4 separate regions of the Mus musculus genome follow, and all the other regions are linked to region 1. The links are chromatin contacts, called in public ChIA-PET and HiChIP or PLAC-seq maps. All regions are on one chromosome and are shown on one strand. The core of a region is the stretch at or near the end of the contact, and the rest is flanking DNA. Distances in the headings are between cores, read along the strand shown.

Region 1 (7,197 bases), core at 2,195-4,694:
TTGTCAGTGGTGCCATCCCTGGGCTGGTAGTCTTGGGTCCTATAAGAGAGCAAGCAGGCAAGCTAGTAAAAAATATCCCTCCATGGCCTCTGTATCAGCTCCTGCTTCCTGACCTGCTTGAGTTCCAGTCCTGACCTCCTTTAGTGATGAACAGCAATTTGGAAATGTAAGCTGAATAAACCCTTTCCTCCCCAACTTGCATCATGGTCATGATGCTTTGTGCAGGGATAGAAACTCTAAGGCAATACCCCCCTCCCCCCAACCCAGTTATCTCTCTTAGGACTCTCCCCCTCCATCCTCCCCCATTTCTTCTCCAGGCAAAATGATTAAATTTAGTGAGGCAATGAATCATTAAAAATGACTAACACCTCACTTTAAGTCTTGAACGTGCTACACTGAATTGACATTCAAATCTTTTTAGATTTGAATTTATCAAAATTCTGATGTCTAAAATCCTTGGAATTATGCAACTATTCCATCCACTGGATGGTCTTTAGGTGGACTCCATATTATGAAATTTCTGCACCAGAATTGCATTATTCCTCACCTCATCACTCAATCGTGCATTCCTCGGTATTCTATAAAACCTAATGACTTTGTTATCGTTTAATATATTTTCAAATTACACAGGCAACAAGATTGAGAATGCTTGCAACATATCTGTCCATGGCAAAAAAAATCGCAAATGGAAAGTTGGACCCATCTTTCTTGGCCAACTCCATTCACTTTCACTTTGCAGTTCAGGTCCTTAACTCAGTATTTTCCTCAATGTTCTTCCCTTGCCCTGTTGAGTGAAGTTGTCTTTCTCTATGATACTACTGGGGAGTGGGGGGGGGGGGCACATACAGCGTAGAGGTGTCTTGAGGAAATGACGTGTGTCAAGGCTCTTGTGGCTCACTTTGATAATAGTCTATTTCACAGGTGAGGAACAGATAAAGTCAGGAGAAAGGAGGGTGAGAGAAGGGAGGATGTGGCTGGAAGTGACGCAGGCTTCCTGAACTGTGGGCAGTGAGGCTCCATAGCATGAAGAACACAAGCTGTTATCACCGGGAGAAGTCGGGTTCTTGGAATCACTCTGTCTATTAGAACTTCAGGAGGAAAAACAAAAAAAAATTTTTTTTCAAGATAAAATATTGGGCCTGTGAGATGGGTTCACACAGTGGGTGAAGGCACTTGGCAAGTTGAGTTTGGCTTCTAGGACCTACTGACTCCTGCAAGTTGTTCTCTGACCTCCACATGCATGCTGTGACCTAAGTATGCACACATACAGACCATACATATAAAAAAAGGTCGAAAACATAAAGCCCTTAATTAAACGTTCCACCCTCCGCTCCTTTCCCTTCTGGTGAAGTCCATCAGTACAAGCCGGGCACACTGCCCTTCCTTCCTTCCTTCCCATCAAGGCCCCTGGTGCGCTCCCGGAATCTTCCCTCACCCCACTGCTTCCTTCCTGACATTTCTAGACTTTTGGCAAATCTAACCTATTCTGCTTCCCAAATATATCTGGGATCCACCCTCTCCAGCCGCTTGGCCGAGCTCCTTACACTCCCTGCTGCCCTTCACCATACCCCCCCCCCCCCCGCATTCCCCAGAAGCCGGGGTGAACTTTATAAAACATACATCAGATGATGTGGCTCCCCTGATGAAAACCTTTTTTTAGCACCACACTGATCCCAAGATAAAGTTCAGAAGCCTCATCAGATCTGAGGAGGGCTTTTCTCAAGCCGCTCCGCTACACTGCACCGGGAATTATGGGAAATCTTGTTCTCCCTGGCTTCCACCACCTGGTCCTTCCGATGCCCTTTTATTTGGATCGCCACACACCTGCTGTTCTTCTCGTAGAAATTTTATTTATTTTGGTCCTGGGGACCTTTCAAGGCCAGTGAAACTACACTTCTCGAATCCTATTTAATTTTTTCTTTAGCTAATACACAAGCATATGCTTGTACGAAACGTTTAAACAATGCAATACCCCACTGTCCTCCAAAGGGAATGAACACCCACGACCTGACCACACGCAATACCCCACTGTCCTCCAAAAGGGAACGAACACCCACGACCCTGACTGACCACCCAGATCCACACCACCCCTGCTATTTTCTTCACAGAACACACCAGCTGGGGTCACCTTTGCAGTCTTCTTTTTTGAGTTCCCGTTGTTTTGTGGTTTTTCCCCCCTTTTATTTTCTGTACAATGATATTTTTAATACTTTTGAGATTATAATTTGATTAGGACATTCCGCCCTTCACTTTTCTCCCTCCAAACCTCCCATATAACCTCTCCACTCTCCTTCAAAGTCATGGCCTTTTAAAAAAAGTTGTTATTGAGTATATGTATGTACACATATATTCCTAATTGGTTTTTGAAAGTCTCATGGTGCCAAAGCTGGCCTCAAAATCCTTATGTGGCCGAGGCTAACGATCTTCCTGCCTGTCTTCCAACCGCTGGGATTATGAGCATGCACGGCAAACCCTGCCTGAGATTGCCTTCTTTTACTATTCTTTCCCACAATTCTGACGGCGGGGTGAGGTGGGGTAGTAATGAAGGAGGATGAGGACAAGTGAATCTGGCTTAGTAAGAATCACTGGATTTCTTTCAAAGGTAAGACTCAGGTGAGAGCTCATCCTCCAAGAAGCTAGTGAACTACAAGCCTTGGTTTCCTTCTGCCGGCCCGGCCCACAGATTTCCACTCGGGCTGTTCACTCCACCCTCCACCCACAAGGCTACTACTGTGTCCAACTCCTCTCCTGTCTCTAGAGCCATCCTTTGTTGTTAAACTCCAGCAGGTGCACATGGTGGCGCTCAGAGCTCCCTTTCTCCAGAGCCTGGGGCCCATGCACCACGGCGATCTTGCAGATCACAGAATCGAATCCGATTCGATCGGAGACCAGAGTAGCCCAAGCAGGCACACGCGTGCAGGGCTCAGATCGGAGCACGGTGGGTGCCCTGTGTTTACTGGTTTGGGCCGGTGGTCTCTCCCAGACTCCGCTGTGCACACAGGCGGCGCCTCCTTCTCTGCTCTGGACTTAGTAGGACTACATCCCAGCCCGGAGGCCACCGTGGGTCTCGGGACGTTCTGAGTGGTTCGGGCGCCCGACTGGGCAGCTGAGCCGCCCAGCCCTCCCGCACCGCCGTCTCTCCAGGCCCAGGCCCCCGGCTGTTTCCTGGGCGTGCACCCTCCCGCGCCGGCGGCCTCGACTGCCGCGCTGTTCCGGTCCCGAGGCCCCCTCCCCGCAGAGCCGGCGCTCCCAGGCTGTTCCCGCCCCCTCCCGCCCCGCGGCTGTTCCGGCCCGGACGCCCTCCGCCCTCCGCCCCGCGGCCTCCACGCGCCCTGGGCCCGGCGCTGCGAGGGCGCGGCGGGAGGGGGCGCCACGCGGAACAGCCGCTGCCCCGGCCCGACGCGCTCACCCTCCAGGGCCTCGAAGATCGCCTGCGCCATCTTGGAGCTGCCGCCGCCCGGGGAGTCGGAGCGGGGCTACGCAAGCATTGTGAGAACCGCGGCGGGGTCGGGGCCGCCAGGGGGCGCCCAGGAGCCGACGCCGAAGCCCCTGCCCCGGAAACAGCTTGCCCCGCTGTCCGGCCGGAGACCCAGTCCCCTAGTAGTTCCAATTCTACACAGACATACGTCCGGCGCTCGCACATCGCCTCCCAACGCGGACACCGACCCCAGTTCTTCAACACGCACCCCATGATCGCTGCACACAGTCTTCTTCAAGGTTGCAACACCAACCCACCTCACCGAGATTGTCTGTTACATGGACACCCCACACCTTGCAACTGTGCCACGCTGATTGGAAAGCAGCCTTCTCGAAGGACTCCTATCTCTGGTCTTAATTCCTCAGTTTATGTTAGATTCCCTCAGTGCTCTTCTTAACCCCAATTTCCAGCTTTGGAGGGACCTCCATTCCCATTCACACACCTCTCGACTGTGATTCTCTGAGACCCCATTTCTTTGACGACCCTATTACCATTTCAGCCATTCCTAGCTCAAACTCATAGGGAGGGGATCCACTCCCAACTTCATGTCGTCGTTTTTACATTTATTATTAATTTTGTTTTGTGTATATGGACACACATGGCATATATCTACACACAGACACACAACAAAACACATGTGTGAAGATCAGAGGACAACGTTCCGGAATCGATTCTCTTCCCTCCATCATGTGAGACCCTGGCACTGAACTCAGTCCAGCAGCAAGTGCTTTTACCAGCTGAGCCGTCTCTAAGTTTTGTTTATAATCCATGAAGTCCAATTTGAACTGCTGGTACATTATATTGATCAGTGTGTCAGTGTGGGGTCATCCACTGGAACATGGTTTATCAGGGACTACATATACACTTAGAGGACTTTCTCTCCCAAGACAGACCTCTGGGGATTTGTGAGGTCCTCATCCATGCATTCTGGAATGATGACTGGCTTGATCCTGTGCAGGTGGAGAAAGCTACAGCTGGTCTGAGTTTGCAAGTGCTGTAGCCCTGCCATTTCCAAGACACGATTTCACCCCAGGCCTCCCCAAACTCTGGCTCTTATATCTTTCCACCCCGACATTCACCATGATGCCTGAGTCTTGGAAAGAGGAAAAGATGAGATAGAAGTCCTACTGTGGCTAAACACTCTACTGACACTTTAACTAGTTGTGAGTTTCTGACTTAACTGTCCTCTGTTGCACAAAGTTCTGTAATGCTGGCTCACTTAATAGTCTCACTTAATAGTGTCAGCTGCCCTGAGTGTGTGGGGCTCGAAGAGGGCAGGGCTGCATACAGAGCCTGGTGAATGAATGCTAAGCTGGTGATCTACTTTAGCTCCACCTCAACCCTTGACCTTTAATTTTGACCTCAGTTTTTGTACTTACTATTCTCTCCAGCTTCCATTACCCTTCCTAACAGCTGACACCACTGCTTCTTGGGTCATCTACCTCCTCAAAGAGGCCTTTCCTGACCAACTACCCTGACTAACATAGCTTCTCCTTGTACCAGAATAAAAATTATCTGAAGCCATGGCTCCTCTTCTCCACCCCTCATTTACTTCCTGGTCTATGGCCTATGTTTTCTGATAGATTATGACTGAAGACAATTTTTTTTTTTTTTTGGTCTTGGCTATGTTTCTAGAACCTAGAACAATACCTGGCATATCGTAGGTGCTCAACAAACAAGTAATTTTTAAAAAAGATTTATTTATTTATTTTATGTATGGGAGTTCACTGTATATAGCTGTACTGATGGTTGTGAGCTTTCATGTGGTTGTGGGAATTGAATTTTTTGGACCTCTGCTTGCTCTTGGCCCAAAGATTTATTTATTATTATACATAAGTACACTGTAGCTGACTTCACACACCATCTCACCAGCCCCAAACAAGTAAATTTTTAAAAATTATATCTTCACTTCTATTATTTTGTGTGTGGATGTTTTATGTGCATATATAGCTGTGTGCTACATGCATGCAGTGCCCTGGAGGCTAGAAGATGTTGGATCCCCTGGAACTGGAGTGATGGAGGGTTGTGAGCCACCATATGGGCGCTTGGAATGGATCCTGGGTCTTCTGCATGAACAAGTGCTCTTAACCACTGCACTGTTCTCCAGACCCAATGATTAAAAGTTGAATTAAATGACCAGATACATTATAACGATAATAATAATGATAAAAGCAATGCCAGATGAAATTTTAGGGAAGAAATCAAAATCTGAGGCCAATGGGTCAATGGTGATGTTAAAAATAGAAAAGAAGAAATTCTGGTTTTATTCCTGGAAAGAAGGTAGAAAAAGGGCTTTAGCATTTGGAGTGAGCTCTGGGTCTGCAGAAGTTACAGGAAAAGGACTGCCTGGCCTGTGAAGTCTGTGAAGAGTGTTTTTGTTTTAGTGGTGGTAGTGGTTTTAGTTTTGTTTTGAGACAGGGTCTCACTATGTAGTCTGGCCTGGCTTGGAACTTACTATGTAGACCAGGTTAGCCTCAAATTCACAGAGATCTACCTGCTTCTGCCTCTGGAGTGGTAGGATTAAAGGTTGCCAACAAGATCAAGATAGTGGTGGCGCAGGCCTTTAATCCTAGTATTCCAGAGGCAGAGGCAGGTGGACCTCTAAAGTTCAAAGTCAACCTGACCAACAGAGATAGTTCCAGACAGCTAAGGATATACGGAGAAACCCCTGCTTCAGAAAAATAAAAAACAAAAGTTGTCAACACATCTAGCAAAGGAGTGGATTGGTTTTTGTTTGTTAGTTTGTTTTTTAAAGTAAACATTTAATTGGGGCTGGTTTACAGTTTCAGAAGTCCAGTCCATTATCATCAGGGCAGGAAGCATGGCAGCATCCAGGCAGGCATGGTGAGGGAGGAGCTGAGAGTTCTACATTTTGTTCTGAAGGCAAACAGAAGATTAGCTGTCAGGAGTAGATTTTTGTAGGGGAGATTTGTGCAGCGCTCAGCTGCCTTTGAGGATGGGAGGAAAGATCGACAAGGGAATTGTTTGATAATTAGGGCGGGCTAAGGAATCCACGGGCAAGAAGAGGCTTTGAGGGTGTGAACCTGCAGACGGCTGACGAGGCATTAGTAGGGCATGGTGGCAGCATTCCAACAGAGGAGCTCCAGCACATCTCTTTTCTAATTTTAGGAGTATACTGAGGAGAGGGAAAATCGTGGTTTGTATTGATTATTCCTCTGGCTGAGGCTTACATAGGTTATTTGCGGTAAAACAAGGAGGACATTTGGAGTCAAATGGTAGTGCAGTATTAGGACAGCGTGGTTATGATCATGAAAGCCATCTACTGTGGATGGCATCTCTTTGGCTCCCTGTTCTCTTTGTGGGCTTCCTGCTCTTTCTGGTTGCCCAAGGTTAGCAGACTGATCTCACTATTCCACGTTGTAGTTAAACATTTTTAAATATTGAACATCCATCAAACTGCCCTCTAAATTTCCATCTCTCTACCCACACATTAGTGCGTTTGTTTGTTTGTTTGTTTGTTTGTTTCGAGACAGGGTTTCTCTTTATAGGCCTGGCTGTCCTGGAACTCACTTTTATAGATCAGGCTGGCCTCAAACTCAGAAATCTGCGTGCCTCTGCCTCCTGAGTGCTGGGATCCAATACTTCTCTCCTTACGCGGGGGTGTGTGCACATCTGTTCTGTGTGCTGTTCTGTGAACTGCCCCTGAAGGGCTGTTTTTCTATCCTTCCTGGAATAATAGGAACCTGTCTTCTTGCCTC
Region 2 (7,197 bases), core at 3,118-5,617, 460 kb before region 1:
CCACCTATCTATATTCCTAAATACATAAACAGAACCTACCAGGCCCATATAATGTTACTTGTGCGTATATATTTCCAGGGCTGACTGTCTGATACTGGATCAGCAGTTGGTGCTTTCTCTCCTGGAAAGGGTGTTTCTCCTACTCTCTGTCTTCCTTAGCTGCTTCTAGTTCTTTCGAGTGTTGAGGACTTGGTGAGCTTCTCTCTTCCACGTTAGCAACTCTCCCGGTATTATTCCTGTTCAGGACATATGTAGGCATGCATGTTTGTGTGATCTCATGGGTGTAGCTGCTCCGACAGTTCCAGGACACACATTCTCACATCAAACTTTTTTGTTTCTCTGGCTCACAAAATCTTTCCCCCTCTTCCTCTTCCACACTCCCCGAGTCTTAGGATCAGGGGTTGTGTTGGTTGTAGATGTACAGTTGGGACTGGGCTCTCTACATGTCTGCATTCTGATCAGTTCTAGTTTTCTGTAATGTAATCTGCCATCTAGAAAGAGAAGTTTCCTCAATGAGGGAAGAGAACTACACTGATAAATATTTAGAATGTAGTCGGGGATTACGCTAGTTCAATAGAGTGGTGGAGATTCTTCTCCATGATCTATGACGTCCCTAGCCTTGGGCAGTTGGCTAGGTTTCTAGTAGCAGGCATGATTTCCCACTTATTGAGTGGGTTGTAAGTCCAGTTTGAGAGCTGTTGCTTATTGCCAAGGTATCTGTGGCACTACTGCACCTTAAGGTGCATTATTCTGCTATACTGGTCTTTGTTCTGGTTCAAAGGAGGAACCAGGTTTGATCTCCAGGTTCATTTGCATCAGGTGCATCACAATTGCCTGTAATTCCAAGGGTCGGATCCCCTCTGGCCTCCAAAGGCACCTGTACACACATGGTACATATAACTCACACAGGCACATACATAATATTAATACAAATAAAAGTATTTTAAAAGAGTTAATAGGAGTTCTGTATAGTCTCTTTTACAAAATAGAAGAAGAGGGACCACTTCTGTGTTAGACAACTTTCTATAACTATAACAAAATACTTCAATCAACTTAACAGGAGAAAGGGTTAGCTGGGCATGGTGGCCCAAGCCTGTAATCTCAGTACTTGAGAAGCTGAGGCAGGAGGATTTCAAGTTGGAGGTGGGAAAGGGTTACATAATGAGTTCAAGGCCAGTCTGGATTACACAGTGACAGGAGAGATGGGGGACTGAAGAGAGAAAAGAAAGGGAGAGGACAGAGAAGAGAGAAACAGAAGCAAGAGTGATGGTGTGTGCATATGTGTGCACATAGATGTGTGTGCATTCTTGTGTATATCTATATGCGTGCATTCGTGTGTGTGTGTGTGTGTGTGTGTGTGTGTGTGTGTGTGTGTGTGTGAGTGTGTGCAAGAGAGAGATTGATCAATTTTGGTTCATGGTTTTGTAATTGGAACACTGGAGTTTGTGATAGCTGTCACAATGGAGGCCAGTGAGCACAGTGGAGATTGCATCTTTAGGTTGTGTTTTATTCACACAGTCTCCGTCTGAGATTACAACGGTTTACAAGGATGGGTGGGGAGTGGGGAAGAGGATAGAGGGGGCAGGGGCAGAGTGTCCTAGTTTGCTTTCTTTCTTTTTTTTTTTTAAGATTTATTTATTTATTTATTATATGTAAGTACATTGTAGCTGTCTTCAGACAGTCCAGAAGAGGGGGTCAGATCTTGTTACAGATGGTTGTGAGCCACCATGTGGTTTCTGGGATTTGAACTCCAGACCTTCGGAAGAGCAGTCGGGTGCTCTAACCCACTGAGCCATCTCACCAGCCCCCTAGTTTGCTTTCTGTTGCGGTGATAAACACCAAGTCCAAAAGCAACCTGAGCAAGGAAGAGTTTGCTTCAGCTTACACTTCCAGATATGCATCCCTGAGGGGAAGTCAGGGCCGGGACCTGGAAGCAGGAGCTGAAGCAGAAGCCATGGGTAGCTGCTGCTTACAGGCTTGCTCAGCCTGCTCTCTTACACTCCTCAGAATAAGTACTCAGGGTGGCACCACTCAAGATGGCTTGGTCCTCCCATGTCAATCATTAAGAAAGAAAATGCCTCCACAGGCCTGCCTATAGGCAATATGAATGGAGGAGGCATTGACTCACTTCAGGTCCCTCTTTCCAAGACGATTCTACCCTGTGTCAAACTGACAAGACCAAAACCAACCAACCAACCAAAAAAAAAAAAAAAAAAACAAAAACCTGACCAGGACAGCCTGTTATGTGATACTTTCCTATGAATTATTGTCCAGGCAGGCTCCAGAGGCTCCTAAAATAACACAGGTTGTTGCCACTGTTATTGGTTGTCCACCAGAATTAGACACTTCTTAGTTACTGTTCTGTTGCTATGAAGAGGTACTATAACCAAAGCAACTCTTGTAAAATTAAGATTTTTTAAAAATAAATACATCATTTCCTTCCTTCCTTCCTTCCTTCCTTCCTTCCTTCCAACCACAATTTCCCTCCCTCCTTCCCTCCCAGTCTCTTTCCACCTCCCACTGAATTTACTCCTCTGTTTCTTAAAAGAAAGAATTTGATTGTGGGCTTGCTTACAGTTTCATAGGATTAGTCTATTATCATCGTGGTGGGGCATGGTGGGGATATTTCCAGAGTATGATGCACTCACAGTGCTGGGGCAGTAGCTGAGAGTTACATCCTGGTCTATAGGCTGAAACAAACAGACAGATAGACAGACAAAAGATAGAGAGAGGAGGGAGTTTATACTTGTTACTGTGAGTCTAGTCAAAGATGCATAGCTGGGGAAACGGTAGGTCTTCAGGAGGAGCCTACTACTGTTGAGTTAAATGTTGTCTCCTAAATATTTGTTTATAGTCACAGAGTGGCACAGTCCTCAGTTTTGGTCAGAAAAATCTCCTTTTGTAGCAAATGACAGGTAATGCAAATGACCATGGCTGGTCGAGGTGCTGAGTGTGACTGTCTCAGATCATATCACGCCCTTTCAAAGCTCAGGGGAACACCATAGGAGGAGGAGCAGAAAGAACGTAAGAACTGGATGGAGGGGAGGAGGGTTGTGGACCCACACGGCATGGCCGTTGCAATCAGAACTCACAACTGCAGCTATTTGCCCAGGACCTGCACAACACTGGATCCCCAGCAACATTCAGTCATGGATGGGGGAGGTGTCCCGGGACATTGCTAAAATTCCCTCCTAGGAGACAGAAGCAAAATCTACACCTCCTCCCAAATAAACTGAGGTATGATTCTGCGGAAGATCCTTCTGGGGGAACCGGTGAGGTCAGTGAGCTTCCTGACAACGCATACACAGGTCAGGGGGTACTTACCAGATAGGGGTATGAATGATGCTTTTCCCCAAAGACCACAGCTGGAGACCACACCTCAACCAGCAGGGATGAGGGCCTCGCCAGTAGACGGGTAGCTGGAACCTACTTCCCTGACTACATACTCTAGTCCTTCCCTGAGGTCATGTTCAGTTTAGGCAGAATTGCATATAACAGGAGGTAGGGTGCAGCTGGACACCCAGGAGAAGGTCTTGTGACCCTCCTTGTTACTCCATGAGGAGACAGATAAGTCCAACGGAGGCCAACTTTTTACAAAGGGGCCAACTGAACTCCCCAGAGATGGTATATGCACACAACATGGGGCCTGGTTTCCTTCCTGAAAGCTAGCCGCTGAGAGCCGCTGAGAGAGAAGTCATACTCTTCAGGTGTATAGTCATTGGTGAGTTATCTATGCTCCTGCGGATAGCTCCGCAGTCATTTCCATGTGAGCAGCCTGTGAATCACCAAGAAAGACTACCGAATGAGAAGGTGTTGAGGAGGGGGTGGGGGCGAGCAAGGAAAGGCAAACAGAGGGAGGAGAGAGTGACACAATTGCAACCGGTGATTTTTCTTTCTTTGTTTTTGAGATAGGGCCTCACTCTGTAGCCTCGGTTGGCCTGGAACTAATTAGCGATAGAGCAGACTGGCCTCGAATTTGTGACAAATCTCCTGGCTCTGGCTCCAGAGCGGGAGATTTCAGACACTGTCTCCAGAGTGGGGATTCACAGGCACATACCACTAGGCCCAGCTCTTTACTTTGATCTTGCAAGAGTTTTACAATTGAAGCAGTTAAGGCTCAGGTTAGTAAATTGGCTAGAGTCTAAGAATTCTGCCTTGTTTTGACCTCTGATTCACTGGCTGGACGGATGGGAGAAGAACCGCCTCTCTCCACGCTCCCTCCTAGTCGAGTGCCAGGGGTCCAAAGGCCACAGTGCACAAAATTTATGATTTTTGAGGCAGAGATCAGCCTTGCTCCCGCTCCGCTCAACGCCTCGAGCTAGGCTCCGCCCCTAAGTTTCAGCCCCCAGCAGGTTCATGAATATTCAAATAAGAAGATATTTAAAGACGCCGGCGCCAGGCGTAGATCCCTGCCCCGCGCCGCCCGGCCCCCTTCACTGAGTTCATCAGTCCTAGCGGAAGCGCCGCCAGCATGTCTGATAAACTGCCCTACAAAGTCGGTGAGTCCCAAGGGTTCAGTCCTCCGTGGCGACTCGGCTCCCGTCCTGGGTTTGTTGTCAGTACCGACCTGCGTCTTGTTTAGGTGGCGGCTTCGGGGCGCCCCGGGACCCCTAGAATCGCTGGCCTGGCCGCGCAGGTGCCCGGGGATTGGAGTCCACACGCCGCCGAGAGCCAGGAGTGGGAAACGGCCGCGGACTACAAGTCCCGGCGTGCCCCGCGGTAGGCGCCCAGAGCGGCAGCGCGGGCTGTGATCTTTGGTCGGGCAGCGTGCTCCTGTCGGAGAGACTGGCCATTGGGAAGCGGCCCTAGAGGCCCAGACCCTGGCCCTGGCGTTTGGCGGCTTGGGTGGCCCCTAGCAAGGGCCCACCGTCTTCTGGGCCTTGAGCAGGGCCGGAGAGAGCATCAGTGTTCTAGGTGCTAATGAGGAGAGGCCTGGAAACGGCTAGTCTCGGTGCAACGGGAACTTAGGGTCCCATCTGCTCAATCTCTGGGATATCTAGTGGATGTCTAGAAAATTTGGAGTGGTTAGAAATTACTGTTCGTTTTGTCCCGATTATAGAAAGCTGTCTGAGTAAACACACCTTAACTTGAGCGTTTACAGTGGGATGGGCACTGCCTTATAGCATTATTCTAGACTAACCCGTCTTATTATTGTAGCTCTCCATGGAAGGAACGGTTTTATGTTTACAATGAATATCCAGAGGTATAAAGGGCATTTTCCCAGAATCTTGTAACTGGAAAGCAGCTGGTTAGAATTTGGACTCAGGACATCATGACCTCTAAGCTCATCTCTTCCACTGCTGTCTGTATACAAGGCAATACACTTGAAACAACCCTAATGGAATTTCAACACAATCCAATTCAAACTGTGCCTAGTGACACAAGCTTGTAATCCCAGCCCTGCTATCACTACTGAGGCCAAGGAATCGATCAGCTCATTTCAGAGGTCAGCCTGGGCATACAGTGAATTCCAGACCAACCTGGACAAGATGGGGAGACCCTATCAAAACAAAACTACAAACCAAACAAACAGAAAAACAAAGCAATTCAGGCTGGTTAGCTTTTAAAATAATTTCAATACTCTATTAAATTGGAAAGGGTCCTCAAAGGGAGATGAATGCTATCCCATTACACAGGAACCTAGGGAAGTGGCTTTGCAAATTCTTATTAAGATAGTTAATCAGCCAGCAGGGCAGTTTATTGTCTCCACTGGGTAGATGCTAAGACTGAAGCCCAGAGAGGTTTAAGTCAGTGTTGTCTTGGCGGAAGAGCTAGAATGGAGGCTCGACATACTGTGTAGGGAGGGATTGGGAGGGGGGGGGACCACAGATTGTATGGATGAAGATTGGGAGGGGGGGACCACAGATTGTATGGATGAAGATAAGGCTGGGTTCTTGCCTGTGTAAGGGTGGAGGCATGATTTGCCCATCAAGTAGGGTATGCTGTATGCTAGACCTTACTCGTTTGGCATTTCCTATGATCCTTGGGCTCAGGTTCAAGTTGATTCTCCTTATTTTGAAGAAGTGGGTTTAGAAAGGGTTCCACAGTTCCGTCTGGCGTTATGGGCAGTAGTCAGTTACCATGTGGGTGCAGGGGCTTGAACTCAGGCCCTCTAGAAGAGCAGCCAGAGAGCTCTTAACCACCAAGCCATCTTTCCAGCCCCCTCCTTCCTTTTTCCCCTCTATTTCATTCATTATTTCTTTTTCTTTTTCCTTGTCCTGTACCATCTCTTCATGAATTTTTGCTTATTTATTTTTTTTGCAGCTGGTATGGCCGGTAGACATTTTCTGACTCCTCTGTGCCAGGGCCTGCTGGTCACTGGAGGTATTGAGACCCAGGCACACGGCTGAGACAGATAGGCCCGTATGGTATAGTGTTAGTTTTATGTGAGGAGATCTGCCACTTTTCTCTCCATGGCTACCAGTCCCCAGTCTCATCTCTCCTCACAGGTCTGTGATCTCCTTGCTCCCATTTTGTTTTCCTGCTTTTTGAGCCTCAGCTGGTCTTGAATTCCATCTTCCTTTAGCCTCCACAGCACTGTTTATAGGCACATGTTGCTACAGTTGGCCAGTAGAATCTTTTCTAAAGAGAAATCTGGTCATCAAATAACACCACCTTTGAACCTCTGTAGGTGACCTACCTCACTGACAGTAAAGTCCTGATTTATTTTAAAACCCCTGTTTGAGTCAGTCCACCGATTTTTAGGTTTTTTTTTTTTCCTTCTCATTTTGTTATATGTGTCTGGGTGTTTTGCCTGCGTGTAGGTCTATGCACCACGTGCATGTGATGTGGACAGGGGCCAGAAGAAAGTGTTGGGTCTCTGGAACTGGAGTTGTAGACGGTCGTGAGTCTCCATGAGCTGCTAGGAATTAAACCCTGGAACAGCCAGTCCTCTTCACCATTAAGCCATCTGTTAAGCCCCTCAATTTTCAGATGTGTTGGAGCATATACTGGACCTGGTACTTGGCATGAACCTTCCAGGTTAACTGGCTGTGTTAAATTCCTGCGATGGGGGAGAGATCCGTGTGTCTGAGCAGATAGTGAGGAGAATAAAGTGGAGATAGAAACAGTTGGTAGACAGGAGTGGGGCCTGAAGCCCAGGTAAGGGTTAGGATTTTAAACTTTTAAAAAGTTTCCCACTGGACTATAACCAAGAACTTGCTATGTGAGAACAAAGGGGACCATGAAGCTGCTTTG
Region 3 (7,197 bases), core at 3,441-5,940, 390 kb after region 1:
TCCCAGAAGTCTGTAGCTGGCTAGGACCCACGGTTAGGACGTAGCTAAGCAGAGGTTGAGTCTTACCTATGACCTTCAGTGTGGAGGCAGGAGAGGTGACAAGTACAGTGTGTGGCTTTGAAGGAGAGGCAGCCCTAGCCCAGAGAAGGACCACTGCAGAAAGGGCTGGGCCAGTGCAGGAGGAGCCAGTACCTGCGGTGCTCAGGGGAGGCTCAGAAAGAACTCAGAGATGCTCACCGCTTCAGGATCTTGATGTTCAGGCTTCCAGGTGGTGTGTGGCACTCCTCGAAGGCCACCTGGGTCTTGTTCCCTATCTGTTCTAGCCGTACTCCAATTCGTATGTTCTTGATGGCTTCCAGCCAGAGGATCCTGTAAGGACAGTATGTCTGGGCAGGCTTCTAGCCAGTCTAAGGTTGAGACCAGAAGTCATGAGCTGGCTGCAGCTTGCATTAGAATCTAGGAGAGCTCTTTAAAACACAGAATCTGCTGGCAGACTGGGTGGTACTGAGCCAAGATCCTCACAAGGGCAGCAGACACCTGCACTGAGTGTGACCTTAGATGGAACATATGCTCTGCCAACTAGGTCGTGAATCTTACCATTGCCACACTATCCCAACCAAGCTCAGGCCCCCTCGACCCTGTCACAGTGCTTCCCTAGGCTTAGCACCTCTCATCCAAACACTTACTAAGGGGTCTGCTTAGCTTCTGACACCAGATGAGATCAAATGCATTCCAGATGGAGTGGTCATAGTCTCCTCCATTAAGTGCTAAAGTTAGAACAAAAACCATATTCCCAAGAAAGCAGGAACTGGCATATTCCCAAAGGGCATTGTGACTCTCCTTACTTCAGTAACCAACGTGTCACCGCCTCTGCAGGTGGCCACATGTACAGCCACTCAGTTCAGAGCTGTGGAGATGGACTCCTGACCTACTGCAGTAGAGAACTAGAACTGTAGCTGGTTCTAGACTCATGCTCAGGGAATGGACGCTCTTGCTTCAACTGCCCAATCCAGGAGCCCCAGACCCTTTTCAGACTGTCCCATCAGTGCCAGTGAGAGAGCCATCACTGTAGACTCACTGAATGACCCAGGGCAGGCTTCATCCCCATTCCAAACCCCAGCTTCCCTGCTGAAACCTGCCCATGTAGAATGCACTTGTGATCCTCGTGGTGACACATGGCTTTTGTTAGTCTTGCCTGCTGGCAGCATGTGGGGAGGAAGTGCTGTGTGTACTTACTCTAGGAATGAGAGGTACAGCTTGCAGCGCAGTGTGATCTGCAGCAGGCTGTCACTTAGAATTTGCAGGGTGACTTCTGGTCCCTTGGCATCTTCTATGACCAACCTATGGGAGGCATGGGGGTGATATGTCTGGCTCTGTGTATATCTGGAGTACTTAGAATGGGCGCTGATGCCAGGAGGAGTGGAGAGAGCTTTGGGCAGCGTGTCCTTACACAGTGGCCTTCCAAGACCACAGAATTCTGCTTCCAGTCTCTAAGCCTTGAGGATCTGGGCAGCCCTTACCCTTCTCTGGGTCGGCCTCTAACAAGCCAGGGACTGTAGCTTAAGTTTGTACACATGAAACCTGCTGAATCCAAGTACCTGACCCTGGGCCGAGGCTGTAGTTCAGTGGGAGAAGTTTTGGCAATGTACATGGGACCTAGGGTTGATTCCCAGGTCTCACGGATAAGAGTCTGAGCTTTTCAAAGGAAAAGCCAGCAGGTAAGAACACATCTCAGCAAGAATCAGCCCCTGTAGTTTCCAGGAAGGACCCCATAGGCTCTGCTGAGCATCCTTAAACATTGTTCTCCCTTCCCTGCTAAGGCCTCAGGTGCCTCTCCTCCCTTGGCTTGGAGGGGTCAGGTTTGCACTGTGGACACTAGTGTCAGCTACGGATTCCTCTGGAGCCACCAAGGCTGGCAGCAACATGTTCTGTCACAGAGGGGAACCTGGCCACCAGCACGGAACCTTCTGGAAGGAGTTCTTTCCCTGTTTGCTTCAAAACAGGGTCTCGTATGTCTGGGCTAGTCTCGAACTTCCTATGTAGCTGAGCACTGAACTTCTGACCCTCCTGCCCAGCCTGGAGGATATTTTTAGGATCAGTTCATGCGGTGTTGTCCTTTCTTCCTCCCAAGCCATGTCCTGGAATAGGGTGGGCTTATAGCCATGGCATGATTACCCAGCTGGGGTAGGGGAATTGTGGACAGTACCAACATGTGGCATAGCTGGGGTGGCATTTGCCTGTGCTACCTCCCAAGCCTCCCTGGGCCGTGTCCCCACACTATAGTTCCCTGACTTCTCCATTTTACTCCCACCAGAAAATCCATTTCGGAGCTTGGAGTCTTAGGTCTTATGGGTCATGTTGGGGAGGGACTCATGCATTCACAGCTGAGCCTATGGCTGTGCAGGTCACCTTAAGAGAAACCCGTCTCCAACCAAAATTAGTACCGTTCATCTAGGTGGCTTCTTGCTCTACTAGGAGGCTTCAACTCAGGGCTTTCAGGGCTGAGCAGATAGCATGGCAGGCATCTGGGGACCAGCTAAGGGGCTGTAGACCTGACACTAACATTTGTTGGGTGGGAGGTCAGGACAGGTGTGGCCAGATGTTCCTGCGTCCAAGTTCAAGGTGAAGTCCTGGCCTCTAGTACTGCAGGACGTGACCTTATTTAGAAAGACACTGGCTGCCAGCATGATTAGTAAGGGCCATGATTAGAAGTCATACTAGAGCAGGCTAGACTATAAGCCAACATGGCTGTGTTCTTAGAGAAAGGGACTTTGGACCCAAGGATGCCCCATGAGGTGTCAATAGGCACCTGGTACCAGCATCAGAGATTGTTAGTGAATGCTAGGCGCAAAGGCTGAGCCCTGCTTCCAGGAAGCAGCTGAAGACCCCTGTCTTGGCCTCCATTCTACAGGGAGGCCACTGGCTCTGGACACTTTAGTGTGGCTGTGCTGACAAGACCACACAATTGGGAAACTTGAATCTTGAGATATATTCATGTCATCCAAAGGCCGGCGGTTAACAGAAGCTATTTTGGAAACATTATTCAAATTTATAAAGCATAGGACTGACTGAGGAACCACAGAGGGGAAGCCCCTGCTTCCTTCCTAGAGGGATTTGGAGAGGTCTGGAAAGGTAGCCACACAGTAGGAGGACCTGCTTCGTGCATTCAAGGCTGAGGAGATGCTGTGGACCCCAGGTTGCCTGCCCACCTCTCCTCTGCTTGACAGGGAAAGGCCTGAGGGAGAAGAGAGGCCCAGGCTACCGCATGGCCACTCACCCGGCTGTCGTCAGCAGTTTCTTCAGCTCAGGCATAGTCTTCCCAGAGAGCAGGTCCCCCACCAATGACAGATCCAGCCCACTCTTCTTGTCAACGAGCTCCTCTCTGACGAAGGGCAGGGAGTCCATGACAGACACACCCTCACTTGGGGATCCAGTCACAGCCATCCTGATCATACCCTCCAGGACCTGGTTCTCTGATAATAGATTTGAGATGTCTGGGGACAAAAAAAAAAAAAAAAAAAAACTCCTCAGGGTCCATTCAGCCATTCAGCAAATAGCCACTGGCACCTGAACCCAGCTAGAAGATAAGACAGCCATTCAGCAACAAGTTCTTATGAGGAGACCAGAGCTCAGATCGCAATGTATCGCCCAGGCTGGTTTCAAACTCCTGTGCTTAAGTCATTGTCCTGGCTCAGCCTTGCCTTGCCACCTAGCTCAGCCCATAGGTCAGTCTGCTGGGCTTAAGGAACAGCGTGGCTCCTGCTGCTGCTCTGGAGTTGACATGGCAGTCAGGGAGAAAGACAAACTAGAACTCATACCAGTCAGTAAAGTAAGTTTTAGAAGTGTTACAGAGAAACACTTAGACTCTAAGTGTGACTGGGGTGTGGAGGGCCTGCTTTGGACATGAGGGTCTGCTGTAAGGAGGAGGCTTAGGGCAGACACCCCAAGAAGGAGAAAGAACTCAGCTAGACCTAAGTCTAGGGAGAGCAGCAGCCCATGCAAATGCCTCCAAGGTCACAGATCCCCAAGCTGTGACAAGAAGCGCCCCGCAGACAAGCAGCAGGGAGAACAGCAGGCAGGCAGACAGGTTAGCAGGTGTATGTCTGGATAAGGCCATTGAAGAGGTTTTACCAGAGGGCAGTGGGAGCCAGGAGAGACCTGACTGCTACAGGGAGATCAGAGGATGTTTCTGCAGGAGAGGTGGTAAGGACTTTGTCTGCCAAGCCCAGTCAGAGCATTCTACATTGAGAAGGAGAGAAAGGGGGATGGGCCCACACCAGCCAAAGAGGCAGCGTGACCTCTAGTGACCTCTACGTGGTGGGCAGAGGAGGCAAGGGAGACACTGGAGGGTTTGAATGACAGGGTGAGGACTGCTCATGGCAAGAGGGAGGCAAAGCAAGTGTGAGAGCAGAGGAGGGGCAAGGGCAGCTGTGGGCAGCTGGTAAATGGACACCAGAGGGGAAGAAGCCCAGAGCTCTTGTCCACTGCTCTGCCTTCTCCAAAGTCATGCTTCTTCAAGCTCATTCCTTGAGATTCACCTGTTTCCAGCTGGCTATTGTTGATCCGCAGGAAGAGATGAGTGTGGGTTGCCCCTCGGGCTTGGGGCAGCACCCCCCAGCATAACAGCAGTGCCCACAGCAGCAGCATCCCTGCTTCAGAGCCTGCGCCCCGGCTGGCCAGGGGAGTGAGAGCTTAAGTCCTCTCGAGGGGCCCGCAGCCCCGTGACCCCACTCTGTGCCCCGCCCCCATCCTTTGATGTTCTGACATTCCTGCGCGGGGCGGGGCCTGACTCCCTTATGGATCCAGCTCTCTCAGGCCTGTGACACCAGCTTTCTTAAAGGACTACTCGTATACACCAAGCTCTGAAGTGAAGGGTGGGCACATGGTGGGAAGCCAAGGCCCCAGGCCAGAGCTTGGCATGCTCAATTCTTCAGCGGGAGATTTCACTTCTCTTGGCACTTTGCAGCCAGGGGCTTTTGGCCAAAACGGATAGAGCCTGTTACTGAGGCAGGGGTGGGAGGAAAACAAGCTCAGAATGTGGCAATTGGACCCCAAGGAGGAAGTGGGCTGGGCTTGGGCCCTTTTCCTTTGGCATATCTCCACCTCTTGTGTGGAGTACAGAGGCTGCTAAAGATGTGACTGGCATAGATCCCAAGGTGGTAAGGGTGTGTGTGTGTGTGTGTGTGTGTGTGTGTGTGTGTGTGTGTGTGTGTGTGCATGTGTGAGCTGGTGAGGCGCCTGATGAAGCTGGTAATGTCCACCTTGTTCCTGCTGTTCCCATGTCCTTCCTGTGTATGTCACCTAGGCTCTTAAATCATTTCTACTCAGATGTGGTCACCAAAGTTGCAGACAGGTCCTAAAAGAGCTGAGGAATGGAGAACAAGCCGAGTTCGTTTCCTTCTAAGCCTCACTGGGAATACGATAAACCTACCGTGGTTTTGGGGAGATGGTGAAGGTCAGCGGGGCAGCAACTGTGGAGTAGTAAGCACAGGCCTGGTGCACAGGAAGGCTTAGTAAGCCGTTATGATCATGCGCGTTCTATACATAAGGGAGCCGAGACACAAAGGAGTAAGCACCTCCATCAGGGCTGGGTAGCATATCAGAGGATGCCAGAGGATGCCAGAGGAAGCTGGGGTTTGATGCTGGGGCCCAGAAAGGACCCAGAGATTGGCTGGTTCTGCCACAGCAGTTCCATGACAGAGCAGCCTGCCACCTACCTTTATGGAGTCCCTGTCTTGTGGGAACCCAGCACCCCTTGCTCCTGCATGCCCCTGACTATGTGAGCATGGCTCCTTCATTATCGGGTGGTGCAGCCACCAACAGCTGTCCCCAGTTGTCGTGGGATTTTCAACAGAATTTTCTCCTTTCAACTCAGGGTGCAAGCAGGGCAGGTGTTAGCGCCAATTTCCTTTTCTTTTTTGTTTTAAACTTTTTTTTTTCTTTTGAGATTATAATATCATTACATCATCTCTCCCCTTCCTTTCCCATCCTTCCCTCAGGAGTTCCAGTTTTCACCTGGATGCTCAGGCTTGAGAACTGGTGGAAGACAGAGTTCCAGGAGACAGCAGAGACGTAGGAAGCACACAGGAAGCACGAGGCTGACCATGGCTTGTTCTGAAGCGCTTCCTTCAGCCAGCAGGACAAACTGTCAGCGAAAGTTCACAGATTTGATGGAATATGTTAGAGAAGACTGGGTTCTATATTTTAAGATTTTTAAAAAAATTTATGTGTATGTATGTATGTATGTATGTGTGTGTGTGCCTACATGAGATTCTGTGAACCACGTGTGGGCATGTGCTTTGGCAGTCAGAGGGCACCAGAGTCCCTGGAACTGTAGTTACAGGTGGTTGTGAGCTGATTGATGTAGGTTCTAGGCCCTTTGTAGGAGCAGTAAATGCTTTTAATCTCTGATCCACCTCTACATCTCAAAGAGTGAGTTTTTTTTTTTAATTTAATTTAATGTGTGGGTGTTTTGCTTGTATTTGTCTCACTATGAGCATACATATGTTTGGTGCACACAGAGGTCAGAAGGAGGCACCGGATCCCCTGGCACTGGAGATACAGATGGTTGTGAGTCATGACGTGGGTGCTGGGAACTGACCCCAGCTCCTCTGGAAGAGCAGCCAGCGCTCCTCACCACTGATCCATCTCCCCAGGCTCAAGACTTGGGTTGTGTTGAAACACGGTCTTGTGATGTAACTTAGGCTGGTCTCCAACTAGTAGTCCTCCTGTCTCAGCCTTCTCAGGAGCTAGGGTCATAGATGGGTGTCAATTAGGGACAATTTAAAAGATATAACCTGGAATTTTCTCTTTACTGTTTCTGTTTTTACTCTCTCTGTTGAGGAAGGATGCAGAGGCTCAGAGCCCTACCTGTGGGACTTGAGAACTCCTGCCCCTAGCTAGGGTCTCCTGTCTCTGGGTCAGGGATGGCAGTCTCAGGGTCCTGCCAGATGCAGGTCAACGCAGAGACAGTTTGTCTTCTTTCCCTTGGAAAGTAGGGCACAGAAGAGAGTGGATGAGGAAGGAGCCTGGAAGAGGAGGCAGCGACATGCTGCTGGGTGAGGGCAGAGTGCTGCCTAGGCTGTGGGGAAGGTAGGTGGTGGGTCAGCTCTGAGATCCCTCCGGTGTAACTGACATGAAACAAATGTTCTTGGTACCCGCAGTAGGCTGATACCCAGATGTGAGTGGAGTAGATCT
Region 4 (7,197 bases), core at 2,154-4,653, 280 kb before region 1:
TGCATAGATGCTAGTAGCTACAGACGACTGTGGTTTGGTGGCAGCAATTCAGATTCTCAAGGTAAAAGAATAGCCACCAGTATCAAACTGTCAGGGGTTCACTTTTTCTGTTGTCTGTATTTAACTGTGGATACACTTTCAATGCTCTACAAGCAGTTTCTTCATCTGGACAATGGGGCTAATAAACTATCTCTCTTGCTAAATTGTAAGTTCCTTGGAGGCAAGGATGTGCTCTGCCTAGATTAGGGACAGGTGTGCAGCAGGAAGTATTTCTAAATATTTGTGGGTTAACTCAGTTGTCTTCAGGCCTAAAGCAGAGAACATACTAAGGATTACAGAGCATGAGGAGAACAGCCTCGGGTAGTGGGCAGCTGTGCTGATGTTTTCATCTAGTGTGTGCCCGAACTAAGTGATTTCATAGAACATTGTTTTAATTTAATTAATATTTAGGGTGAGCCAAGATTCTAACACAACAATAAGTTTATACTTAGTGTACAGCAAAACGATCAGTAAGAAGACACTAAAGCCATCTTTTGTTTTTGTTTTTGTTTCTGAGACAGCATTTCTCTATGTAGCCCTGGCTGTCTTGGAACTCACTATGTATACTGGGCTGGCCTCAAACTCAGAGAGCCACTACTGCCTGGTTTGTTTGTTTCTTTATTTTGTTGTTGTTGTTGTTTAAGACAAGATCTCACCCCATCCTCTCGGGATCCATATTCTGGCCCACAACTCTGGCTGCTTTCCTAGAGGTCACTCCAGCACCAGGGACCCCAGACAGGAACTTAGCATAACTGTCATCAGAGAGGCCTCATTCAGCAACTTATGGAAACAGATGCAGAGACCCACAGGCAAACCTTAGGCAGAGCCTGGGGAATCCTGTGGAAGAGGGGGAGGAAGGATTGTAGGAGACAGAATAGTCAAGGACACCACAAGAAACCCTACAGAATCAATTAACTTGGGCCCCTAGGGGCCACAGAGACTGAACCACTAACCAGGGAGCCTGCCACAGAACTGACCTAGTCCCTCTACACATATGTTATAGTTGTGTAGTTTGGTTTTCATGTGGGACTCCGAACAACAGTAATAGGTTTTGCTGCAGACCTTCTGGGTCCCTATGTCTGCGTGGAACGGGGTCTCTCGACGCTGGTGGGCAAAGCTTGGATGAATGACAGACAGACACACACGCAGGAGAGTTTGTGTGGAATCTGAATGTAATTTTACAACTCGAGCATCAGACTTTTTATGCAGAGGACAATAAGGAAGTTGGGTGACATATTCGCAAGGTACAATTGAGGTGACCAGAATCTTACATAAAACAGAGGAATGCAAACACAAAAGGTCTAACCGGAACCACCCAGGATAGAATATATTGATAACAGCTGGGATCAACAAGGGCTCCACCTAAAATTCATTAATCTTAGAAGCCAGGGTCAAGGGCTTCCCGTCCTTGCCACAGTTCCTATTTTAGTCTCTTGTATAGTCTACCTTCTCCTTAGGCCATTGTAAATACGTGTGTATGGGTGTAACTCTGCTATAGTATCTATTCTGGTTTCTCCTTTGGTCTGAAACTTCCTTCTTTTTAAGTGATGGTAAATTCCTGTGTAAGGGAGTGACTTAGCTTTTACAATCTTGCTGAATTCTAAACCCTTGATCTTGGTCAAGGATGCCCTTGGACTGTTGGAACACTGGCGGAAGGCTTTAGCCATGTCAGAGCACTTATAGGAAAATACTGAAAGAGAGCACACGTGGATCCAACTCTAGACTAGTGCGGTAATGGAACTCGGGAATGAAAAATTAATGTATGGGTAGAGAACACTAGACTCCAGGAGGAGAGCTTCCTTGAAACTCTTTTGCCTCATGAGTGACTTTTAAGCCTTTCGGCTTGTCCAGTTGACTCGACCAGAGAGCGTAGCAAGGTTTTCTCTGACTCTGTTGCCTGCCTCTGGGATCCTTTCCCAGAGGCTAGGTGGGCTGCCTCACCCAGCCTTAATAGGATAAGATGCCTCTGGTCTTACTGCAACGAGTCATGCCAGGGCAGGTTGATATCAATGGAAGGCCTCCCCTTTCTGAAGAGAAATAGAGGATGAGTGAATGGGGGGTAGGGGCTGGGAGGAGAAGAAACTGTGGTCAAGATGTAAAGTATATTAATCAATTAATTGATTAATTTAAAAAGATAAAATCTTATGTAGTCCAGGCTGGTTATGAAATTCTGATATTCATGCCTCTACTTCTCAAGAGCTAGGATGGTAAGTGCTACCACACCCAGCTCAGACAGACCATTTTGTAATTCCAGTAGACCAAAACAAAGACAAACTCAGTAATCAGGTATGAATACAAAAATCAATCAAGAAGAACATTTTGCCAACTACAAAAATCACTAAGTACTTTCCCCATCTCTTCTAACGTGAGGGCTTTTTTTCACTAATCATAGATTAATCCTCACTTGATTCTTTTTATGCAAGAAGCATTAAAAACTTGATAATTACTCTCATCTCCTGATAGCATCTACTTACTTGAGCAGTCCCTTCAGTCACCTGAGTGGATCACCTGACGCCCCAGCTGAGCATTCTTTCAAACAGTGGGGCTTTGCAGTTCCCTGTGGTTACAAACACAGGTGTTTTTTTGTTGTTTTGTTTTTTAACTACAAGCGCATACTCCGAGGCCTTCCTAAATGGCAGCTGTATCTCCCCAGGGAAAATAGATGATACATCCAGAATTGTCTAGCAAAGACTCCATAAACAAGGAGTCATGTACCATATAAGGAAGCTTTAGTCAAAAAAGGACACATAATTAATAGTCCCAGATGATTATATCGCCTAGGACGTTGTAGTGTCTTTACTTATATGGTATGAAGTTCGTCAACAAGTTAATTACCTACTCTACACATTTCTCAACATAGCCCCTTTATTGAGCTAGTTAAGACTATTTCGAAGCTTCCTGACAGACTGTAGCTTGCTGGGCTGTTTCTCCTCAGAGGACGGCTTCGTTCCTCGGTCTAACTATGGAAAACCAGGGAAGAATCTTCTGAAGTAAAAAGCTAGAAGGTTAAACTTCTCACGAAGTGAAACGCTTCTACTGAGGTGCATTCCTCGAATACTAGACCGATTCTAGGGGAAAGCGTGAACTCAGCTCCACGGGTTCATATTAGGGTTTCCACTAAGTTAAACCTGAAAAATGGCCCCAAATTCACTTTACAAGCAACACAGCACTTTTCGAACCTCTTAGGTAACCAGCAGCACAAGAACCCGAACATCCTGACATGTTTAAAACAGTCGTGCACGCCCTCGAAACTCCCGAAGCGCACAAGCGCCGGTCTTTTCTAGCCAAACTACAAGTCCCAGTATGCCCGGCGCCGGGGAGTCGCCGAATAACTCGCGCCACGAGAAGCACGTAAGGTTGGCTTTACTGTACGCCTGCGCTTTGGCGAGCTCTGCGCAGGCGCACTTCCAACGTTTGAGAGGAGGGCGGGGTGTCGCTCCCTTTCGCTGATGCAAGAGCCTAGTGCGGTGCTGTGAGAAGTATCGGTGGGAGCTACGCTGACTCCGGGCCGTGAAGCCGACCGGTTTGACTTTTCATCCCTGCCGAACCCGCTCGAACTACAGCCATGTCCGGGGACGAGGTGAGAGGCTGAGCTGGAGTTAGGGCTAAGGACTGAGGCAGGAAGCCGAACCCACACCTGTGTGAGAAGCCGGGCCTGCGGCCTAGCTGTAGCCGGCCGCCATGTGGAGCAGCCCGGCCTAGGCGTCCCGGAGCTGTGGAGCCGGCGAGGACTCTGGATCCTCAGACTTGGTCTCCCTCGGCTCTCCTCAGGGCGGCGGCGAGGCCTGTCTCCCACGGTGATCGGCGTTTCGGAATGGAGAGCGTGTTGAGCCGTCCTCTCGGAAAGGGGTTGAATGCCGAGTTAGTTTGCCCGGCCGCCCCGGCATTCCTTTCCTCACACACATAGCCGCCTCGGCTCTCACGGCTGAGGGGTCAGGGTGCCCTGCGAGGCCCCTCTCGGTTCCGGTGGAGCACCGAGGTTAAAACTTTGTAGGCTGCCTTTTCCGGGCGGATATCTCGCTCCCGTTTCCCGCTCGAGGCCTTATTTCTTAAGACAGGAACCCAAAGAGCCAGAGGAGAAGATATTTTAAGTCTCAGGAAGTGACCACCTTTCGAGAAAAGTTTTCGGGCCCGAGTCCCAAAGTTTCCTTTACAGGCGAGGTGAGCAGGAAGGTCCGGCTGTGAAACTGACTGGGTTTGGATCTCAGAATTTTTCAAGCCCCGTCCCCCGTTTTATTGTGTCTTTTTTTTTTCTTTTAAATCTTTTTGGGTTTTGCCTTTTCCAGATTTATCCTAGTTCACATACCATTAAATGACTTTAAAGAAAAAAGAGTGGTCTTGGCTTAGATATTGCTTAGCATTGGGCCTAGAAGCCTAATCCTAGCCCCAAGGAAGTACTTTACGAAGAATTTGTGACTTACTTGACTTACAGGCCTAGGGGAGGGGTAAGAGGAATAGTTGAAGGTTCTGTGCAGAGTTGGCTTTTGAATGGGCTCTAGAAATGATCAGAATTTTCTCAACCAATGAGAAAACTGATCACAAGGCGTTTATGGTCAAGAAGGGAGAAAGTGCATAGAAAGTGAAGTATTCACTAGTTTGGTTGAAGTAGATGCTGGTTAGTTTATGGAGGACTTAGGTAACTACATTAAGGAATTAGAGATTTGTTTCATGGGAACTAGTTCTAGTTTAAGTTGGTTTCCAGGGTTCAGTAAAATAAATTCCTGTAAGTCCATTTTAGAGATGAGCCAATTGGAGCTTAGAGTTGTACAGTGCCTCTAATAAAATTCCAAGTGCCTGAGCTAGTAATAGAATCCCAGCTCTGTGCAGTATGCCTTCATCTAAATGACTAGGAGGCTCTTGCAAACTCACTAAACTCTGGAAGAGATAGATGTTTCTTGCTTGAAAGACACGTTAGACATTGCTCTTTGCTACTGCATTATGTGTTAGAAAAGTTCAGAAAGTGTTTAGCCTTTATTTCTACTCACGTTCCAGACTTAAAAATAACTACCTATATACAGCTGTGGTGTTCTGTGGTAAAGTGCTTATGGGTAGTAAGAGGTAATAGATAACACATGTAGTAACCAAACTTCGTAACTTAAAAATAACTACCTGTGTATTGTTATATTGTTCTGTCTATTGCTTCTGTGGTAAAGTATGGTGTAGGAAGAAGTAATGTTTAGACTAGTTTAAAGTTTTTTTTTTTTTTTTTTTTTTTTTGGTTTTTCGAGACAGGGTTTCTCTGTATAGCCCTAGCTGTCCTGGAACTCACTTTGTAGACCAGGCTGGCTTCGAACTCAGAAATCCGCCTGCCTCTGCCTCCCAAGTACTGGGATTAAAGGCGTGCGCCACCACGCCCGGCCTTAAAGTTTTATTGTTTTGAGAAATGTTACTCCATAACCAGCTGATCCAAATTTGCCATCAAGTTAAGATATTTTCTCCTCAAAAGTATGTCAGTATCAAGTTTGAGGACAACATCCCTGCCTGCCCCCCTCACCGTCCACCACACACAGTAAAGATAAGACTGAGGATGGCTTATTCTTAGTGTGCTAGGCATCAACAAAACTGAAGTAAAAAAAAAAATTAAATGTTTTGTTGTTGTTTGAGACGGGGTTTCTCTGTGTAGTCCTGGCTGTCCTGGAACTCTGTAGATGAGACTGGCCTTAAACTCAGAGGTACACCTGCCTCTGCCTCCAATTGCTGGGATTAAAGGTGTGCGCCCCCAACTGAGGCTTGATAGGAAACTTTTTTTAAAAATTATTTTATTTCATGTGAATTGTATATTTGCATTTTGCCTACACATATGTCTTTGTAAGGGTGTCGGATTTCCTGGAACAGTTGTGAGGTGCTTTGTGGGTGCTGGGGACTGAACCTGGATCCTCCGAAAGAGCAGCCAGTGCTCTCTGATTGTTGAGCAGTCTCTCCAGCCTCAATATGAAACTTTTTAAGCCAAAGTCTTAATGTGTATCTCAAGCTGGCAAGTGTGATCTTGTGATTTGGGGAGTTCTGCTTTGGGTGCTGACTTAGGTTTTCTGGTTTCCTTATGCAACTATTTTACAGGGATGTGTGAACAAAAATAAGTATTAATATGTTAAACATGTGTTAAGTATTCTAGGAACATAATTACAATGTGGCATAAGATTTCTGAGTGTTTACTACTAGCCTGCAGTCTACTTACTATAGACCTAAATTAGAATTTTCTTGAGGGGTGAAAGGTAACTAAAACTATCATCTGATCATTTTAGGATTTCCCCCTTCTTTGATCTGTCTTGATAAGGTATGATGGGTGTAATAGTGTGTCCCTATAATCCTAGCACTTGGCTTAGGAGTTCAAGACCAGCCACAAAAGCAAACTCAGAAAAAGCCACTAGTAAATCAGGGAAACTTAGACTGGAAAAAAAATGAGTGGATTGTAAGCTCTACCAGAATCAAAGTTTCAATGCCTGGAATTTTGTTTGCCCTTATGCCAAGTCTTCTTCCTACAGTATAGCTGTGTTCTTGACCTCTTTATAACAGATTGCAGCATTCTTTCCATGTGGGATTACCTCAGGCCCTGTAGTAAGTCAGCACTGGACTTGCTTTTGGTATTGGTGCTATATGAAAATTTCCATAATGCCTTGAACAGACTTGTCTGCTATGACAATTTACTTTATTACAAGGTTTCAGTCTTTCGATAGACATAAAGGAATTACAGTTAGTTATTAGAATCAATTTGGGAATTTTAAAAAAAACCAGTTTTGTTATGTCTGAAAAATCAAGTTACTCCTTAGTTGAGGAATCTTCAATGACAGGATCATTGTTAGTTATAACTACAATCAGATAGTTGATTCTCACAGTAACTTTGTCATGGTTGGTATCAGTTATCTCCATTGTACAGATGAAGATGTACAGATGAAGCATAGGGTAACCCACATGAGTTAGAGTCAGGATTGGACGCAAGGTAATTATGCTCCAATGTGCTTTCGATCACTACACAATGAACAAAATGATAAGCTTAAACATGATAGGAAAAAAAATACTTTGGACTTGAATCCAGTTCTGTTTGACTAAAGATTTTGCTTTCTTCACTAGCAGGAGTATGCCCTATATGTTCAAATTATTTTAAGGGATCAGTATAAACAGTCTACAGGTTAGAAATTAATTTTTCACTTGTTCTACAAT

What was found. ChIA-PET counts read pairs in DNA pulled down with a chosen protein or histone mark. HiChIP or PLAC-seq counts read pairs in DNA pulled down with a chosen protein or histone mark.
Region 2: an H3K27ac HiChIP or PLAC-seq map of embryonic stem cells shows a contact between it and region 1, with 9 read pairs. The contact joins the promoter of Ahcy here to the promoter of Zfp341 in region 1. A contact is called at or near these places in 1 of 484 Hi-C or Micro-C datasets (CD4 T cells) and 4 of 115 datasets of contacts at active chromatin or transcription factors (effector CD8 T cells, embryonic stem cells and memory CD8 T cells).
Region 3: an H3K27ac HiChIP or PLAC-seq map of embryonic stem cells shows a contact between it and region 1, with 3 times the contacts expected there. The contact joins the promoter of Bpifb5 here to the promoter of Zfp341 in region 1. A contact is called at or near these places in 2 of 484 Hi-C or Micro-C datasets (the N1E-115 cell line and cardiomyocytes), 3 of 115 datasets of contacts at active chromatin or transcription factors (all in embryonic stem cells) and 1 of 9 other capture datasets (pancreatic islet).
Region 4: an RNA polymerase II ChIA-PET map of memory CD8 T cells shows a contact between it and region 1, with 71 read pairs. The contact joins the promoter of Eif2s2 here to the promoter of Zfp341 in region 1. A contact is called at or near these places in 2 of 39 promoter capture datasets (erythroid cells and neural stem cells), 2 of 484 Hi-C or Micro-C datasets (CD4 T cells and CD8 T cells), 12 of 115 datasets of contacts at active chromatin or transcription factors (the SCID.adh cell line, bone marrow-derived macrophages, effector CD8 T cells and 7 more) and 2 of 9 other capture datasets (adipose tissue and liver).

What each region holds. Positions count from the first base shown.
Region 1 is chr2:154,609,615-154,616,811 of GRCm38.p6, reverse strand. It overlaps Zfp341 (zinc finger protein 341), which reads right to left and starts at 3,444. Exons shown (of 15, transcript NM_199304.1): 1 at 3,410-3,444. The coding sequence starts at 3,440.
Region 2 is chr2:155,071,667-155,078,863 of GRCm38.p6, reverse strand. Ahcy (S-adenosylhomocysteine hydrolase) reads left to right here and starts at 4,367. Exons shown (of 10, transcript NM_016661.3): 1 at 4,367-4,499. The coding sequence starts at 4,472. It overlaps Gm39966 (a long non-coding RNA gene), which reads left to right and starts at 4,690. Exons shown (of 2, transcript XR_866885.2): 1 at 4,690-4,914; 2 at 5,158-7,197. Gm45609 (a long non-coding RNA gene) reads right to left here and starts at 4,352. Exons shown (of 3, transcript XR_001783519.2): 1 at 1-4,352.
Region 3 is chr2:154,221,235-154,228,431 of GRCm38.p6, reverse strand. Bpifb5 (BPI fold containing family B, member 5) reads right to left here and starts at 4,690. Exons shown (of 15, transcript NM_144890.2): 1 at 4,539-4,690; 2 at 3,278-3,494; 3 at 1,237-1,341; 4 at 238-369. The coding sequence starts at 4,647. It also overlaps a transcript of Cdk5rap1 not described here.
Region 4 is chr2:154,889,112-154,896,308 of GRCm38.p6, reverse strand. It overlaps Eif2s2 (eukaryotic translation initiation factor 2, subunit 2 (beta)), which reads left to right and starts at 3,403. Exons shown (of 9, transcript NM_026030.2): 1 at 3,403-3,619. The coding sequence starts at 3,605.